Linked DNA regions of Anser cygnoides: region 2 is linked to region 1. The links are chromatin contacts, called in public Hi-C maps. All regions are on one chromosome and are shown on one strand. Each heading gives the region's core, a stretch centred on a gene start, on an enhancer-like site or on the middle of the called end of the contact. The rest is flanking DNA. Distances are from core to core; before and after follow the strand shown. Region 1 overlaps LOC106036146 (a long non-coding RNA gene). Region 2 has its middle 72 kb from the start of DIPK2B.

What was found. A called contact is a pair of places that touch in the nucleus more often than the background predicts.
Region 2: a Hi-C map of liver shows a contact between it and region 1, with 2.9 times the contacts expected there. The contact joins two enhancer-like sites. A contact is called at or near these places in 3 of 7 Hi-C or Micro-C datasets (granulosa cells and liver).

The regions. Positions count from the first base shown.
Region 1 is chr1:118,726,515-118,730,220 of Taihu_goose_T2T_genome, forward strand. The region is part of intron 1 of LOC106036146 (a long non-coding RNA gene); the gene reads left to right. Among named protein-coding and RNA genes, the nearest start is that of ICOSLG, 100 kb to the left of the region's middle. Within about 2 kb of position 2,122, at least 3 of the 3 cell types and tissues checked have open chromatin away from gene starts, as enhancers often do. A contact at or near this core is called in liver, where this site is marked.
Region 2 is chr1:118,978,965-118,982,670 of Taihu_goose_T2T_genome, forward strand. No RefSeq gene overlaps it. Among named protein-coding and RNA genes, the nearest start is that of DIPK2B, 72 kb to the right of the region's middle. Within about 2 kb of position 1,932, at least 2 of the 3 cell types and tissues checked have open chromatin away from gene starts, as enhancers often do. A contact at or near this core is called in liver, where this site is marked.

The DNA.
Region 1 (3,706 bases), core at 872-3,371:
TTAGAGCCTGGCCTGTTCTTTGCATTCAGGTTTTGTGGAGGCACAGAGAGTTTGACCATGTCTGCTAAAAGTGCTCATGGAGAATCTTAATAACATCACACATCTTCTGAGCATAGGTAGCCTGTGCAGTCATTTCCATTTTGAATATGGCTATGTGAAAGAAAGCAACAGAGTCCAGTGTAGTAATGATTTTCTGCTGTCCTCTTCTCTAGGGGGTCCAGAAGTATCTATAAAAATATGTACTTTCGGATTTCTGGTAGGAAGCAGTACTTAGAGCACAGACTTAAACTGTGTTCCCTGGGAAGTTACCCTACCAAATGATGCTGACTCCTTCAGTTCAAAGAAAGTCAAAGTATTTTCAAAATTTGGTGTGTAAGTAACTCTTGTAGTTGCTGCAGAGATACTGAGCAATTGTAGATGAGCAAGAGAAGTGGCCTGTGAAATCGTGAAAGGTAGGGAGAAGTCACAAGAAACAATTGCTTTCCTAAATGTGGGTTCCACATTTGGTAAAGGCCTGCAAGCTTGCCTGTAATTTCACCTTTCCTGACAGTTTGACTTCCATTTCCACCTGCTGGCCAGTGTCATTATTTTAACCCTCTGTCTCTCATCTGTTTGCTTTAGCAATTTCTGCGAAATCTAGCCTAACCTATATGTTTTAGCTACTAACGGTTTAAAATAGAGGTGCATGACCTTCCTTCCTTAATGTTTTCTCAACATTCCTTTGTTGAAGAGTATGGGATGCAGGATTTTTTTTTTTTTTTCCTCTGAATGAGGCTGTAGTTACCTGAGGGTTGAAAAAATGAACATTGTAATTCAAGGCAATAGCATGCAGCAGTGAAGAATGTAAATGGTGCTTTTCACTTAGCCTGGTTTCTTGCAATCCCTTTTTCACCCGAAGCAGACAAATGACTAGTCCAATAATTAAAAGGAATATACCTAGAGAATTAGCCATATAATGAATGTCCCAGAAGTTGAAGCTTCAGCTGATTGTGCATTCTGTCCCGACTGGCCTAAAATGCAAAAGACAAATTCCAGTTTAGAGTTGCTGCTTTCAGAAGGCAGCACGAACTCTGGTACAAGCACTATTTAAAGAACACACCCTCTTAAATTAATTATCCATTTTCTCTGCACCTTAAAGTGACATTTAACGGGAGCAAGAACAGGGCAGAAATAAATGCTGAAATGCGATACTGTGCATTTTATGTCTATTATCAATGGTCAGAAGAGGAAGTAATGATCTGATAAGGGTTTCAAGTTCTAATATATCTAAAAAAATGAGAGAATAACTCCCACAAAGGAATTTTCTATTGATATTCCGGGTCATGTGGGAAATACATTGCTTCTATGCCCATGGGTGGTAGGGCAAAATCTAGAGTAGCTGTACTCTTTTGTGTGTAAGTAAACTAGCAGTGTTTCACTTCTGTTCAGAAGTTATCCATCTTGCTTTTTTAATCTTAGAATATTACCAGTGGTGAATCTAAGGGAAAAGGTTTGAAAACCAGTAAGTTTCTTTTTCATGCTTTACAGCTTTGGACACCCTTTTATGAATAAAATGACATGGCAATGTGTGAAGTAACAAAGGAATTGTAAGCAGTGGCCAGCATGCGGAAAGTCAAAACTATCTACAGCTGAATAATGTTCTTAGAAATGAAGGGCAAACAGGAATATAATTGATTATTGCCTCTCTATGTGGCTTTGGAGATCACATAATCCAAAGCAAAAAAATGGTATGCATGTGTTCCCTCAGATATTCTTCAGAATGGAGGGGCCATATATCAAAACCTTATTTCCTGGTAATGAATTTTAAATAAGTGCCCAGGGCATCAGGTCACTGATGTTTCTACTTTGCAAACTGGGTGGGCTATGAAAGCCCCTAGAGCCCTTCAAAGGCACCTTAAAAAAAATCCCTAGCTTTAACTGACCAAACTTTTCAAGAAAAATACCTGAAACAATTAGGAGAATGAAAACCAGGAGGTCAGATTACTTGGCCCATGGCTGAGGATTTACATAAATAGGCCTAACCTTTGACTTGAAAATAAAAGGTAAGTACAGAACCCTGACAGAACAGCAGGTCATTGGTATTTACTCTGTAAAGTACTGCCTGTGATGCTATGACAAAAATGCCAGGAATTCCACTGATCACTGTGTGCTGATAGGGCTCAAAGGTATGCAGCCAGCTAACAGAAACCCAGCCTACCTGACTGATCGAAACTGCATTACTCCCACGCATTTATAACCTGCAATCTGTGAGCGTGGGAAAGTGTGCAAGGCCTTAGACTAATTCCTGACAAAAAAAAAAAAAAAAAGGAGAAAGTTGCTGTCTTTAAGAGTATTTTAAGTTCTTGTGGTTTGGGCAGCATATAAAATTAATAAAAAGTCTCCCAGTGAGAATCTTAAGAAGTTGTCTTCACTGTGCATATCCAGAATTGATGGTGTATGGGAGGCTGAGATTGGTACCACATTCAGCATTGTGCAGATGTGGGAATTTGTCAAGGATGATCTGTACCTACAAGTAGTCTTCAACTGTGGAAATGGTACCAAGCTGTAGGAAGGCAGTAGCCTGGCTCATTTTTTTTTTGAAGGGTGAAACCCTAGGCAGTAAACCTACAGGAGAAATTGTATGCTGTGTGTTCATGTTACTTTTTTGTCAAGCAAAGGCTCTGCACTCACAAGTCAGAGAACCGAAACAGATTTTGCATTCTTATACCTAACACAATAACAAAAATGTGTTAGATCATTTTTTCTTTTCTACATGGATAGCTGAGAAGAGTGCCCCTGTGGAAGTGGAAACAATACGTGCAAATTTTTTCAATTCATTTTTTAATAGACAGATTCAGTTTCCTGTTTCACTTTGAGACACAGGCACACATCAAGTATCCTGCAGGCTGTTTCAAACTTGCTTCTCTAATTAATCAAAAGTGATCCATTACAGAAAACCTGCAGGAATGTCAGAGATGGATGCTTCTGTTTGTACTGTTTTTGACTTGCTTGTTGCAACAGAGGGGGAAGCTGTTAGTGCCTGCCTAGCAAATTATTGAAGGATGGTGTAAGAGGGCCTGCCGCCTTCCTCTTGAAGGGCCAGGAAGCCTGGGGCTAGTCAGCCCCGTGCTGTTCTCCATGTTTGCTAGACCTCTGTGGGATTTTGGAAGGAGGTGGAGGAATACTCCACAGCTGGGGACTGTTTAGGGAGGAAGACAGGCTGCCTCTGTGCCCCAGGCACAGCCTGGCCAAGTCTCATGGTTGGGAAAGTGAGCAGGTAGTGGTAAGCAGGAGGAGCTGGTAGCTAACGATGATGGTTGAGCAAGGAGCCAGATTTTGGGTCCCCTGGGTGTTCAAGTGCTGTGTAAGGAGGAGAACAGCCCAGTATTCGTCTCTAACCAGCACAGACTTTGCAGCGTGCCACCTGACACCTCTCCCTTACCCTCCAGCCAGCCAGGATGAACCCAAGGCAAAATTTTGAAGGGAAATGAAAAGCATCTGAAGGTCTCTGGAGGGTGTTCACAGTGATACAGAGCCCCCTTGGTGTTAGTTCAGGTGTGACCCCTTGCCAGGCTCAGCTGCCTCCTCCTCCTGTGACCTCTGCCTGCCTTGGGCAGAGTGGTGGCCAGGCTCCCCCTCCTCTGACATGGCTAGATCTTTTCAGTGATCCTTCATGCAAAGTATAGGGCAGTCTGGTTTTGCCTCCATGTGTATCAGTGTTGCGTTG
Region 2 (3,706 bases), core at 682-3,181, 250 kb after region 1:
CCGTTTGGTTCAGCGAGGGCATCGTCCGCACAAAGCATCCCCGTTTTGAAGGACAAGAGCCTATGGTGGATGAAAAGTTGCATGAATGTCACCTATGGAAGCTGTACACTAAACCCAGACATAAGAAGGCGCCAAATCACAGGACCATCCTCGCCTTACCGCTCCTACACTTCACACTCCCCATGGAAGGTAACTCTGTTGCTTGCAGAGAGGCACTGTCCTTTTCCAGTCCACCTCAGGGTGAATAACTGCTTTGCTCTAAGTCTCTGCTCTAAGTCCAGTCATCTGGATCAGCCCTACATGATGATGAAGGGCTAACTATGCTGCCTCTGAAAATTGAAATCAGGGGGAATTGGGTGATGATGAGCCTTGTATCTGTGCTATCCACATGTTAGCCAGCCCAAGGAAACCCTCTGTTGCTATTCTGCTTCTTCTACCCCAGCTTTTGTACTCCACAGAGTCTCTGCCTGAATGATTTGCTGACATGGGCAGCTTTCAGCACCTCTGCTTCTTTTGGAATGCTGGACATCCCAACCTGTCCTTAGCCCCCTTGGTGTTCACTCACACCTGAGAGACAGAAGAAAGTCAGAGACCAGCAATAAACCTCTGTAGACCGGCTTGTGAAATCACACAAAGCAGTGCACAGCCCTGAGGAAAGCACTGGACTCTTGCTGGCCAGGCATACACAAAGCCATCATCATCACTTGGTGGTCTATTGGCTTCTGTGCCCCTCACTCCCCCAAATACCATCTTTATAACATGGCCTTTCATCTCCCTTCAGATAAAATTTCTGTACAAATTTCCGGCATTTCAAATTGCAGCTACTCCCACCTCCTTTCCTTTCTGGCCTCAACAAACACTGTCTCATCCAAGTAGTACTCAGCCCGAGCACTGCCACGAGCATCCTTTGCTCTCAGGTGGCCATGGCTCTGCTGTCACCACCTCTGTCCCCTTCCCCAGTGCTGCCTTCTCAGCCACCTGCAGCAGAAGTCCCTTCCCCTCCTCTGTTCTCAAAGCCCCCCGTACACCCTATTCACTAACCAGATATAATTTCCTGCCTTCAGCTAGCCCTAGCCCTTAACATAATCCTTGAATGCCTACTTGATAGATTTTCCAACAAGGACCTTTGCTCATTCCCTCCCACAGCTCCTCAGGCGTGAGATGGGCACACCGCTAACACCTGCATGACTGCTCCCTTGTCTTCTGTCAAAATCATCATTACAAGCCTCTGGGATGCTCTTGGAAAATCTTTACTGCGGACTGCCCATGTGCTGAGCTCATTTCTGATCTGCCAGACACTGCTGTTCCATCATTTCCTCGTACTTTCCCTTCTCTTTGCCTACTCTGTCATCTTCCTTGGCCTCTGCTTCAGTGCTGAGCTCTGTAGGACAGGGCCCATCCTTTTTACTTAGCCATTCAATACTCAGTCTGGAGGTGTCCTGGTTCTTGATTAAGATTCCTATGAACTATGGTGATATGAATAGTAAATCATTAGGATCGACTCCCTGGTGTTGTACTATCACTCCAGGCATTCGCTACAGCTCCCGGTAGTAATTTGTCTTTAACTATGCTTCAGCACCTCGGCAATGAAGGTAGAAAATGTGTGATGCTAGTTAGCTGTAATCATGGCTGCCACTGAAAACACTGGTAGATAACCAACAGAAATAAGTCCCATAGTTCCTTATCTCAGAATGAAGATGTTGGTTTCTCTAGCGTTACATTTTTAACCCATTTTACTCAAATTTAATGCAGTCATTTAACTTTCATTTTCTTCCAGCTGCTAACCCCTCACCTAGTTCAAATGATTCATCCCTACTGCATTCACTGCCCAGGAATGTTGGCTTTCAACAAACTACAGCAAATAATGTAAAATAAACACAAGTGTGCTTTCATCTCACAACAATCTGGGTTAAGTACATATTTCACACACTGCACCACAGGATATGTTAAATTAAAATCAGAACCACCAGATTTAAAAATCCAATGCCAATTCAAACCATTGCTGAGTTATTTCTGTATTCACTTACATGTAATATTGGGCATGAGTAACAGCCATTGCTTTTTTAACCCTAAAATGTGCCATTTGACAACTTTTTTTCTCCATTAGTTGAGGAAAACCAAGATTTTTTGTTTGAAACTACTCCTAGTAAATATCCTTGTTATTTTTGTCAAGTATCCTGATCTCCTTGAACAAAACTGAGAGCCTACAGATAGTCTTGTCTCCATATTTCTCTTATTTTAGTGTTCTACATTTTCAAATTTACTTCCAATCATACACTGAAAAAGTAGCCTGGAATGGCTTACTTGAAATGATAAATAGGTTTTTAAATGTCTGCTGCTTCATTCTGCCAAACAGTCTGTATCTTGGACATATTCATTTTCTAGTCAAAAGATGTAGAGGAGCTACACTTGAACAAAATACTGTAAAAAGAGGTTGTAGAGACTGGGAACTGACAGAAAAATATCCATGTACTGGGCACAACTCTGATTTAATGCACTCTTACTCTAGATTTCCATAGTGTAATATTTTATGAATCTAGCGTCTCATTCCAACAACACTAGGATAGGAATCATGCTTTGGTTGTTGATTTATTTTGAAGATATGCAGAATAGACATTATATTTCCTTGAGACTTTATTAAATACAAGGCTTGAGATTGTCCCAGATTTAGAAAGTCTCTCTTTCTGTGCCATGTTGCTGTGTTTAGACATACAGAGGAGTCTAAAAGCCAGAAATGAAATGCTGGGGTTAGGAAGAGGAGAATTATTGTACTTCACCTCTTTTCTTTCCCTTGTCTTAATGAGGCTATTGCTTTGCCTCTGCAATATTTGTTTGAAGAGATGAACAGGAAGTTTTGGGGAGTTTTGCTAACTCTTTGACAACAAGACTCAGCTTCCTCCGCACTGCTTGGAAGGATCTGCACTTATGGGAATGACTGAAGTGTCCTGAGGACAGAAAAAGAAACAATCTCGTTTTAAGAGGTTAATGGTTCCTGGATCCTGAAGGACCTACCCCTTGCCAAAACTTCTGCTTGCTTTTCTCCTCTCAGCTTTCATGCTGCTGTAAAGCTAGACAACATCTTTCCCTCAGCAAGGAAAAATATTGACCTTTACTGGTGTTGACAAATACAGCAGAAGACAAATCCAGATACAAATATTTTCATCCATTGCCACAGAAACTCTCTGAGAGCTATATAGCCTTGTCAGGTCAGCTGAAATGTGAACACAGTCCGTTGGCTGGGAAAGGATGGAAAGCCATCCATTTCTCCCTAATAAAGCAGCCCCATGTGCTCTTTTGCCCCTCTCAGGAGAAGAAACATCTCCATTCCCTCAAGCCTGCTTAGTTTCTCTTTTAGGTCAGCTTTTGTGTAAGAACGAAAGCAATGAAGCTTAGTAGCCATTGGAGGAGGTGGTGAAAAGCAGAGCAGAGGAGTTGGTTTTAAAAGATGTGCAGGTCAGGAATGTTATCCTTGCTGAGGCTTTGAGAGACAGCTGAATATCTGTATTACCAGAATTAGAACTGCTTTCTTTTAGCTCCACTTACAGCTCTACAACTTAAATTGTACTGCAATTTAAGTTTAGAGCTCAGTTCAAAAGCCAGTAGCTCCACAACTGGCATTGGTAAGGAAAAGAGGATAAATAAGCTAGCATTTTTTCCTCCTTTGAAATTAAAAACAATAAATGCCAGGATTTTCAAAATTCCAGGA